2 separate regions of the Sus scrofa genome follow, and region 1 is linked to region 2. The links are chromatin contacts, called in public HiChIP or PLAC-seq maps. All regions are on one chromosome and are shown on one strand. The core of a region is the stretch at or near the end of the contact, and the rest is flanking DNA. Distances in the headings are between cores, read along the strand shown.

Region 1 (5,873 bases), core at 1,527-4,026, 300 kb after region 2:
TAAGAGAAATGCAAATCAAAACTACCATGAGATACCACCTCACACCAGTTAGAATGGCCATCACTAGTAAGTCCACAAATAACAAGTGCTAGAGGGGTTGTGGAGAAAAGGGAACCCTCCTGCACTGCTGATGGGAATGTAAACTGGTACAGCCACTATGGAGAACAGTTTGGAGATACCTTAGAAATCTATACATACAACCTCCACATGACCCCGCAATCCCACTCTTGGGCATATATCTGGACAAAACTCTACTTAAAACAGACACAGGAATCCGCATGTTCATTGCAGCACTATTCACCATAGCCAGGACATGGAAACAACCCACATGTCTATCCACAGATGATTGGATTCAGAAGATGATGTATATATACACAATGGAATACTACTCAGCCATAAAAAAGAATGACATAATGCCATTTGCAGCAACATGGATGGAACTAGAGAATCTCATACTGAGTGAAATGAGTCAGAAAGACAAAGACAAATACCATATAATATCACTTATAACTGGAATCTAATATCCAGCACAAATGAACATCTCCACAGAAAAGAAAATCATGGACTTGGAAAATAGATTTGTGGTTGCCTGATGGGAGAGGGAGGGAGTGGGAGGGATCGGGAGCTTGGGGTTATCAGATACAACTTAGAATAGATTTACAAGGAGATCCTGCTGAATAGCATTGAGAACTATGTCTAGATACTCATATTGCAGCAGAACAAAGGGTGGGGGGAAAATGTATACATGTAAGGATAACTTGATCCCCTTGCTGTACAGTGGGGGAAAAAAATAAATAAATAAAAATAAATAAATAAATAAATAAATAAATAAATAAAATAGCCTGTTGATTCAAAGAAAAAAAAAAAAGAAAAGAAATGACTGTACTGCAACCCCCTGCTGCATACCAGGCCCTGCCAGCCAGCAGGGGCCACAGGCCTTACTGCTCCCCTCCCTACTCTCCCCCCTCCCCTCCCTCCCCAGACCTCTGGGGTGCAATCAACTTTTATGAGGCAGCCTGACCCCTTGGAGTAAGAGCTATAAACAGAGAGGGGCTGGGCTCCAGGCTGCCAGCTAAAGAGACCTCAAGGCAGAGCTGCAGACACAGTTCCTGTCCTTACTGAGCTCTGTTCCTGCCATGGCTGCAAGAACAACTCTAGAGCCAGGTCAGGGGCCCCAGAAGGACCCTACAGCGACAAGCAGCTCCCTTTCCGCTGCAATCCTTGGGAGGAGCAGAAGGTGCAGAGGTGTCTATACACAAAATTCTGAGTTCCCTAGCCTGGTATGGGAGGCTCTCAGAAGCTGGCCCACCCCTCCTCCTCCTTCTCCTCCTCCACCCCCTCCTCTTCTCCCTCAACACGGGTTTTGCCCACATTCTCCTAATGTGCTCCACCTCCAGCACTGCTGCTTTTCCCCTTCTTGAAATGCCCTTCCACTTTTCCTCCCACCTCAATCCTATCCCTTCCCGTCCAAATCCTACCTACTCCCCAAGGCGCATCACAAAGCTCGCCTTCTTCAGGCTGCCAGTCCTGGCTGAACACTCCAGTTCACAGAGAGCTTTCCCCTCCGAAAAGCTTTAGGACTTAATCATTATTAGAACAAATACCTATGCTGCACTTAACATGTGCCGGGTACCGTTCTAAGCTCTTTACATTTGTTAACTCGACCTTCACCCCAACCCTTTGAGCTAGGTCCCATTTTCCCCTCTGTTTGTTGTGGTTGTTGTTTAAACAGATGAGGAAACAGAGGCACGTTCTCTAGAAGCAGCGTGCACTGGGTCCCACAGTAGTAGGTGGGAGAGACAGGATTCCAGCCCAGGGACACAAGGACCCAGGGGCTCTCTGACATCGCAGCCTTCCAGATACAGGTCATCCTCTCAGGGGGTGTGGCCTGGACTCCCGGGTTATTTTCATGGCCCCTCTCTCACTGACTCAGCTCTAATGGGGAAGAAAGTGACAAGCTCACAGAGCCGGTGTCAGAGGCCAGGTTAAGAACTCCAGCTTCACCAGTGAATTACTCTGAGTGAGAGGCACATAAACTCTCTTTGACTCTATTTTCACATCTGTAAAACACCTACGTACTTCAAGGGGTTGTCATGACACTTAAATTAAATCCCCCTGAAAAGCCTCTTCTGCACTGCCTGGCACATTGTAGGTACTCGCATGCTGGTTCTTCCCCTTTTCACGCATCTTGACATCTTTGTTGGGCTCTGCTCAGCACCTGCTGCTGCTGTGACCTGCCAGGAGGTTACCTGGGGGTTCCTGTGGCTCATCCTCCCACCCTCCACTACAAGTAGCAGCAGCCCAGGCGCCCAGGCGAGAAACACATAGCTCTGGGAATCGCCTCTTGAAACGCTGATCACCCTCCTGGACTCTTCCATTATTTTTGGCAACGGCCATGGCAGAGAACACCTCTGGCGCTGGCTCAGAACCTATTTCCAAAGCCAGAATCTCCACCTCATTTCCCACACACACCCCTTGTCCTTCCTGTTCCCTGGATCCCTGTCCTAATCCATGATCCCTTTCCTGGATTCTCAGAACTCAAGAGGAGTAAGTGTGACTACCGTATGTATAACTCTCTTATTTTTTCATTTTACTTAATAAAGAGGAAAAATAGAACAGAGGTGCCTGGTGGACTTTTCTGGCCAAGGAGGAGTCTGGTCAGTGACTCAGGCTAAGGAAATTAGAAGGCAATTTCCAGGGACCGCTGTGCAAACCCCAAAGTCAGAAGTCCTAACAACACTCCTCTAGTTCACAGCCTTTGCTGGCCATTAACTCATGCTGGCCCCAGAATAGCTCTCTGGAAAATGCAGCAGCTGGTGCTTATATTTCTGGAGCTGGAACCGTCTCCTATGACATCAAATGGGTTTATTTTTCCCTTCTCTTTGCCTCCCCTCTGCCTGCTACCACACACAGCGATTCCAATCCTGATTTGTCCCCCAAACCCTCACTCAGCTCTAAAGAGGGCCATGATGCATGGTGGGCTGCACTCCCTCTCCCAACAGCCTTGAAGGATGTGGTCGGTCGTTCCATGAGCAGGAACCCTTGTCAGACCTGTGAATCATGCCTAGCTCACTTCCCTCTTTGGAGAAGAAGAAACTGTTCTCGTGTGAGAGAGCGACAGAGAGAAAGAAAACAGGCAAGACTGCTAAGCCCTGTGTGGCACTGACCTTGGGGCTAGGATCCTATTTGACCTTGCCCTTACCCGTAGCACCTCTACTCCTCTCCCCCAACACATGCGCCTTCCCTTCTCCTTCCCAACATCCCAGGAAGCCATCACTAGGTCAGCTCCAGGAAGCCCTCCAGGTCTGAACAGCTGCTCCTTGTTTATCTGTTTCTCGTGTATGCTGGGCGTTTTCCACAGGGCATGCAGCCTACTTTCCCATCAGACTGTGAACAGCTGAGCCTTCCTTTTTTGCCTCAGTCTTTCCTCCTCTGGCAGCTGCACCTATCGAGTCCTAAAAGTACTCAAAGTGTTTTTGGTGATGAGGAACATCGGATGGAAACGACTTTATGTTGAGTACCCATGACGGGGGCCGGGTCCTAAGTAGGAGCTTTGCCCCCAAATTATCTCAGATCCATTTCCCCAAAGCCCTGAGAGGCTACGGGTGAGGAAACAGACTCAGAGTGGCTGGCCTAAGGTCATACATGTAGGAAGAGCCAGAGGTGGGATTCGAAGCCTGATCTGCCCAACACCACTCATTCCAAAGGGGAACTGGCCTGAGAGGACCCTTCCCACACTGCAGCTGCAGCCTTCCTCCCGTGGGGCTGGATCCACAGTCTAAGGGCTTAACTAAAAATGAAGGGCAGAGGCGTTCCCATTGTGGCTCAGAGGAAACAAATCTGACTAGCATCCATGAGGACACAGGTTCAATCCCTGGCCTCATTCAGCGGGTTAAGGATCCGGCGTTGCCGTGAGCTGTGGTATAGGTCACAGACGTGGCTCGGATCCCACCTTGCTGTGGCTGCGGCGTAGGCTGGTGGCTACAGCTCCGATTCGACCCCCTGCCTGGGAAACTCCATGTGCTCTAAGTGCAGCCCTAAAATAAATAAATAAAAACAAAAATGAAGAGCAGAGAAATGAGGGGGTCTGAGGCCAACCGCTAAAAATGTTGCTCCCAGACTCAAGACTAAAATCCGTTCTGCTCTACACACACAGGAGAATGTATTATTTCTACAGGATGGGTCCTTAATTTATCACCTCAAGCATCACTGGGAAGCAGATATCATCTTGGATTTGTCCCACCCCTCCTGCTTCATAGTGACCTCCCTCCATCACCCGTCACACACGCACTTCCAGGGCACAAGGTGAAAGTCCCACTCAGTGAGCCAATCCTCAAATGCCACCCTGTGTTGGTCTCTCATGGTCATGTAATCCCCAGTATGGTCTTCCCAGCCAGACTCCAGTGGAGGAGAAGGGCCCCATTTTAGGTTCATATCTTCCTTTGGAGGTAATCTGACCTGAGTTGACCCAGATCTGGCTTGTACTCACTGGGAGACCCTGAGCAACCTCTACTCTCCCCAAGTCTCAGCTCACCCATCCAAATAAAGGAAGCAAAGAACCTACCCCACATTGGGGGACATGAGGGGACACCCAGTGAACTATAGGAATCACATGAAATCCTGCATATTAAGCATTTGGCACCACCCATGGTAACTGCTGCTAACACCAGCTATTATTTGCATTCCCTGAAGAGCCCTGTAGAGGATCAGAAGATTCATGGACTGGTATTTGTCTGAAACAAACAATCAGGGAAGGAAATGACTGTGAAAGCACAACGCCCCCCAAATCCAAACAAACAAACTCTTGTTTGTTTTAGATGCACGAGCTCCTTTCCACCATCATCTGACCTGACATACACATGCACGTGGGTGCAAAGAATTCTGTGAACCGGACCTTATATCTTTATGGAAAGTTCTCTAGCAAAGCTACCTGCAGTTTGCATCCAGCACCATCAGGACCATTGGGAAGACAAGTGTGGTCTGAAGCCAAAACCAGTTTACCTAAATCTCTCCAGGGGCAGCACGTAAAAGCTAAGAGAGGAGCCCAACTCCACGCAGGAAGTCTGGCCTAAGCAGCAGCTGCCCACTACCTCCAAAGCCACCCCAAGAAGGGACTTGGCAGAGAAGAAGGAAGGGCTGACAGCACCACCCAAACCATGGAGGTCACTTGCCTGCCTTTCATAAACAGACCAAAAGCACAAGACCCTCAGTGTCCAGGCAGCTCCCCCTCGTCACTGGGACAAGCACTCCTTTCGCTGGATGTCCTGAGAAGACCTCTGCAATGTGTTCCCAGCGTCCTGGAGCCAGCAGAGCCCTCCTGCTTGGGCCCCAGGCCTCTCATCAGCTAGCTCTGGCTCACGTGCACATCCCAGAAAGCCTCTCTGCTCTGCAATTTGCCAAACCACAGACTCAGAATTCACCACCAGTGGAGGAGAGGCGGGAAGAAGGCATGCTTCTTCAACGTACAGGGCTTCTAGAACATACGTGACTTGGGCGCAGTATATTCTGCAGAGTGCCCAGAACACTTGACCTTCTGGTATGTGGTGTCCACCATGCAAAGGCCAAGAGAGGAGGCGATGCTGAGCTTCTGAAGCCCAGCCCCGACCTGCTCCTCCTGCCTTGTTGGCCCCACCAACACTGTCTACCATCGGCCCCCTCTCCTTATGGATGCCCCAAATGTGCAGGAACCTCTTGCCAGCACCAGACATTTGTCTCCCTTGTCAACTCCAACCTTGAACAACGCCATGGGCAGAAGGCCAGTTAGACCCAGGTGCTGTGACTAGCTGTGTCACAAATGACTTTACCCCATCTGGTTTTCAGTTTCCTCATCTGTAAAATGAGCTCCCTGCCAGCTCCACAATTCCACAACACTT
Region 2 (5,712 bases), core at 556-3,055:
ATCCTGTATATATACTAGTTTGCATTTGCTATTCTCAAACTCCCAATTCGTCCCTCCCCTTCCTCTCCTCTCCCTTGGCAACCACAAATCTGTTCTCTATGTCTGTGATTCTGTTTCATAGATAGGATCATTTGCGTCCCATTTATTTATTTATTTATTTATTATTTTTGGTCTTTTTAGGGCCACACCTGAAGCATATGGAGGTTTCCAGGCTAGGGGTCGAATTGGACCTGTAGCTGCCAGCCTACGCCACAGCCACAGCCACACCAGATGTGAGATGCATCTTCGATCTACACAACAGCTCATGGCAATGCTGGATCCTTAACCCACTGAATGGGGCGAGGTAATGAGCCTGCGTCCTCATGGATGCTAGTCAGATTTGTTTCTGCTGAGACATGACAGGAACGCCTGCGTCCTGTTTTAGATTGCATGTCTAAGTGGTATATGATATTCATCTTCCTCTCTCTGACTGACTGTGCTTAGTATGATAATCTCTAGGTCCATCCATGTTGCTGCAAATGGCATTATTTTTTATGGCTGAGTAATATTCCATTATATATATAATATATTCCTATTATATGTTAATAATATATATATATATATATATCTCCACAGCATCTTTATCCATTCATCTGTTGATGGACATTTAGGTTGTTTCCATGTCTTGGCTATTGTGAATAGTGCTGCGTGAACATAGGGGTGCATATATCTTTTCAAATTACAGTTTTGTCTGGATATATGCCCAGGAGTGGAATTGCTGAATCATATGGCAACTCTATTTTTAGTTTTTCAGGGAACCTTCATACTGTTTTTCATAGTGGATGTACTAATTTACATTCCCTCCAACAGTGTGAAAGAGTTCCCTTTTCTTCATGCCCTCTCCAGCATTTATTATTTGTAGACTTTTTGATGATGGCCATTCTGATTGATGTGAGGTGATACTTCATTGCAGTTTTTTTTTTTTTTTTTCTGCACCTGAGCATGTAGTAGTTCCCGAGTCAGGGATGGAATCCTTGCCACTGCAGTGACAACACAGGATCCTTCACCCGCTGCACCACAAGAGAACTCTGATCTCATTTTAGTTTTTTTGGGTTTTTTTTTTTTGCTTTTTTAGGGCCGCACCCATGGCATACAGAGGTTCCCAGGCCAGAGGTCTAATCGGAACTACAGCTGCCAGCCTGCACCATAGCCACAGCAATGCCAGATCCAAGCCACATCTGCAACCTACACCACAGCTCACGGCAACGCTGGATCCTTAACTCCCTGAGCAAGGCCAGGGATCAAACTCGCAACCTCATGGTTCCTAGTCAGATTTATTTCTGCTGCGCCACGATGGGAACTCCTCATTGTGGTTTTGATTTGCATTTCTCTAATACTTAGCGATGATGAGCATCTTTTCATGTGCCTGTTGGCCATCTGTGCATTAGAAGAACCCAGTCTTACCTAACCCTCTGTGCTGGCATTTGCACGCAAGGCATGTGTGACTGGGCAAGCAGAGTGGTGCTAAGTAAATGAGTGAATGGTACACGATGCTGTTGCTGGAGGTTGGTACCTATGGAGGCGGGCCCTCCCTTTTCTCCTTAGTGCAACATATATACTCGGTGCTAAACTCATGTTCTGCATCCTCAGTCACTCCTCTCTGAGGTTGGGTGGAGATCTTAGCCTCTCCAGGTTCTACCTGGATTCCTGAGCTCCCTGGGTCTCTGAACAACTCTATCAACAGCAGTAGTTACTATTGCTTGTTGAGCCGGGCACCAGGCCTTGGAAGAGCTCTGGGGCTTGCCAAATCATGCGGCAGTGGAGCTTCCCTGTCTGACCTCTAGACCAGAGCTCCCAGCCTCCACAAGGCTGGGGTGGCGCATCATCCACCCTTCCTGGCCGGGCATAGATCTTATCACAGGTAAATGTTTGCTTCCAGCTGGGGGCTCTGGGCGCTCCGTCTGGCACACTCTGTCCTGGGAATTGAAACCTTGTTCTTCCTTGTTCTGTTCTTTCTGCCTGACATGGACTGTGAGGGACCCTCTGTCTTGTCCAGGTGGGCCACGATGGCCCTGAGGCCCAGACCTGGGGAGCAGGAGCAGGAGGAGGTGTGTTTGGGTCTCAGGGGGTCTGAGAAAGGGTTGCTTGGTGCTGGGCCCAGGGCCTGGGAGGCGCACCCAACTCGAGGCTGTTTTCTCAGATTCCCTTTTGGTCTCCACCCCCGCCTCTGCACCTGTTGTGTTCCCATCATCCTGGGCGGCTGGCAGCTGTCACTGCTGGGGCACCTGTCCCAGCCCCTGAGGACACCCTGTGAGCTCCCTGGCTTGAGTTGCCCTATAGCTACAGCCTGAACTCAGCTCTCTGTCCCTGAGCCCCTCTGTCCTCATCTCCATGTGTGCTCTGGCTCTGGCTCTCCCGAACTCTAGGGAGCAGCCTCCACTCTCATCTTGGTGTGGGAGGAAGCTTTGGGTGGGAGGGGTTCCCTGCTCCCCATTCTCCAGCAGCAGGCGCAATCTAATCGGGCACGGCGCTGGCCCTGGCAGGTCAGCCTCAAACCCCGAATGCCAGGTGACTCATCGGCTCAATCAAATTATCCATTGATATTGATAAAAAAGACACTGTAGCAACCAGGGTCTGCCTCCCAGCCCCTCCCGGCAGGGCCGCCTCCCCTCCCTGACCTCTGTCTGTACCAGGCCCCTCTGCCCACCTCCTAAAGAGAAGTTATCCCCTGTCATTGTCCAGTCTTGTCCTTAACCGCCACATTTGTCACATTAAACGCCAAAAGACATGAAACCTGAGTTCATATCCTCCTTATCCTCTACCCACTGCGTAACCACAGGAGAGTCTGCAATTCACTAGGTTTCCTTTGCTACATTGAAAGCAGTGGCTGGACCCCATGCACCCTGGAGGCTCCTCCCGCTCGGAGGTCTTGGCGTCTGTGATTTCCCTGGTTGCAGGTTTTATTCTGCAGTTGCTGGGTCTGCTGTAGACTTTACACTCCGAGACGTGCCAGGTCTTGAGGGATGTGGATGAGAAAGGATGTGGTGGGGAGAGGGCCGAGGTGGGGAGCTCACTGGAGACCAAGATGGCACCCAGGAGGGAAGAGGGGCAGGCGGAAAGGGGTCAGGAGACAGGTTGATGGCGGGGTGGGGGTGGTAGGGGGCTGCTGGGGGAGGGTCTCAGGAGCTGAATGAGTTCAGAGAGCCGGGGTTGGGGTGGGAGCAGAGTTTCCCTGGATGGTGACACAAGGTGCTGGCTAGGGGGCTGGCCAGGAGGGGAGGGGTTCTTTCTAGAGCCTGGGCAGGGTTTCTGCTTTGCCAGGGCTTTGAGGGACTACAGCCCCCACCCAGGTCACAGATGGGTCTGCTTTCTGCAAGATTTCCAGGATGGGCTCTCCTGTTGGCAGGTAGAAAGTCCGGTCTAATGCGAGTCCACAATCTCCTGGCCTTCTTTTAGGATCCATCCTGGATGTCATCTTCCATCTACTGGAAAATTCCTAGCCTCTGCTTCTACCCAGAACATGTCTGATTCCTTAAGGAGAAGGTCGCTGTCCCCTTGTCTTGTCTCCTTGTCTTCTCTTCCCCAAGCAAGAGAAGCACTGCTCTCTGACCTGTCCTGGAAAGAGCGTGAATTTTGATGGCTGGCAGATGTGGTTTTGAACTCGGGCTTGAGTGTAACCCAGTTGAAGTCCACGTCAGTGCAGCCTCTCTGAGTCTCTGTTTTATATTCTGCAAGATGCGGATGATTATAATCCTGCAGGGATGTGTGGGGTTAGGTGCGATGATGTGTGTGAAATACTTAGGAGCCCAGGGCCTGGCTTGCAGGAAGTGTTCTCTAATTCGTGGCACTTGTAGTCACTTCTGTAGATTTGCTGGTAGATTCCCCATTCACAGCCCCTTTTCACATCCTTTCTGGCTACAGAACAAAGCACTGCCAACATTCAGCCAGAGCCAAAGGAACCTCACTCCTTGATCTCAGCGTGGCTTCTGCCTGGCTTCAGAAGGGCAGTCGCTGGGTCTTGCTCACTGGTGGGTCCCTCGTTGGCATTCAGTGAATGCTAGAGGAATAAATGTGATGTAGGCCAGTGGTTCTCTCTTTTGGTAACAGAATCCTTTGGCCAAGTGAAATTTTATGTGATACCCCAATGAATAAAACAGAGGAGGGGAGCAGCACTGGCTGCCATGTCAACTGTAAAGGCTGGACAGTGCCCTGTGGAGGTGGGGACCAGGGTGAACCCCAGACACAGGACATTGTCACTTCCTATTGAGATTGAGGAAGTGGATTTGTAGGAAATGGGCCCCAGGGAAGTCTGCTGGAAAACCCCTCAGATAGTGGTGCCTCGAAGGCCTGGGGGGCGGTGTCCCAATTTTCAACTGCATTCTCCCTCCTGTGGCCAGGGTGTGGGCTGTGCCCACTCGAAAGGCTCACCCTGTCCCCATCTGTTCCTGACTCCAAAGCATTGCATGAATTCTGTTTCATGGGTGAGATATTTTCTGAGCCAGCTCTGTGCAGCCACAATGCTAGGCCCAAGGGGTGAGGGTGAATCAGGGACAGGCCCGACCCTGTGGACGCTGCTGCTTCCTTCCCTGGTGCCTTCTGCCTCCTCCCAAGCATCCTACACACCAGATGGCAGAGTGACCTTTTAGCATTGCAGGCCTGGCCTTGTTGCCTGCCTGCTTAAAACCTGTCAGATGTTCCCTGTTGCTCTCAGGAAAAAAAAAGGCCAGATTTTTCACCCTGCTCTTTGAGGCCCTCCTGGTTGTCCCCAGCCCACTGTGGTTTGCCACCAGAAATTTTTTCCCCAAGCTCCTCCTGCTGTCTCTGCTCCAGCCACACCAACCTTACTTCTCAAATGGGCTGGGCTCCCTCTAGCCACAGGGCCTTTGCACATGCTATGCTCATTTCCCGGAGCGTTCTCTCCCTTCACCTACCTCTGTAACACAGGGGCGTGCCTACTTATCCTTCACTGTGGCTGTTCAGGAAAGTCTGTCCTGAGCCCCCTGGAACCTTGCTCCTGTCGTCCAGAACACTTTTCTAGGACTACGATTGTATCTTCCTCACCAGACTACTTGATAAATGTCTGTTTCCCTCTGGACTGTGACGGCCTGTCTACTGTTGATCGCCATGGCCCCCTCCCCGAGCATGCCTTAGTGTGGCATACAGTAGGTGCTCAGTAAATGCGGGTCATGTTGAATTGCTGAGATATATCCAGGAAGCCAGGGCGAGCAGACAAGGCCCCTGCTAGGCCATGGCTGTCTCTGTGTAGGCTAGAGTAAGACCAGGGCTTAGGAAAGGCATTGCATGGGCTCAGAGGAGAGACATGCTCTGAGAAATGGGACTCAGTCTGCACGGGGGCCCTAGCAGGACTTTCCAGAAGAGGTGGTCCCACCTCTGGAGGTGGGAGGGATGACCAGGCTGGCCAAGTGGGAGGGGTTGGTGGGAAAGGGCCTAGTCAATGCATTAAAAGGCAGGCTGGTTGAGGGGGGTTGACTCTGCTGCTGTAGGAACAGCCTCCAGAGCAGCCTCTTTGCCTCAGTTGCCTTATCTGTAAAATGGGCATAAGAATGCGACTGAACTCTTAGGTTGCTGTGCAGATTGAATGAGTTAATATGTGTAATGTACTTAGAACTGTCTGGCACACAGTGAGGCCTTGTGCCTGTGATTTCTGTGATTATTTATCCCACAAAAAGTGGGTTATTTCCTTCTGGCCAGATTTTGACTTAGCCTTCCTCT

What was found. HiChIP or PLAC-seq counts read pairs in DNA pulled down with a chosen protein or histone mark.
Region 1: a contact with region 2 is called in an H3K27ac HiChIP or PLAC-seq map of skeletal muscle. The contact joins two enhancer-like sites. A contact is called at or near these places in 1 of 5 promoter capture datasets (liver) and 1 of 2 datasets of contacts at active chromatin or transcription factors (skeletal muscle).

Annotation. Positions count from the first base shown.
Region 1 is chr14:114,768,350-114,774,222 of Sscrofa11.1, forward strand. The region is part of intron 1 of SH3PXD2A (SH3 and PX domain-containing protein 2A); the gene reads right to left. Among named protein-coding and RNA genes, the nearest start is that of SH3PXD2A, 6.0 kb to the right of the region's middle. Within about 2 kb of position 2,777, at least 27 of the 83 cell types and tissues checked have an H3K27ac peak or open chromatin away from gene starts, as enhancers often do. A contact at or near this core is called in skeletal muscle, where this site is marked.
Region 2 is chr14:114,472,391-114,478,102 of Sscrofa11.1, forward strand. All of the region lies in intron 1 of NEURL1 (E3 ubiquitin-protein ligase NEURL1), which reads left to right. Among named protein-coding and RNA genes, the nearest start is that of NEURL1, 38 kb to the left of the region's middle. Within about 2 kb of position 1,806, at least 4 of the 83 cell types and tissues checked have an H3K27ac peak or open chromatin away from gene starts, as enhancers often do. A contact at or near this core is called in skeletal muscle, where this site is marked.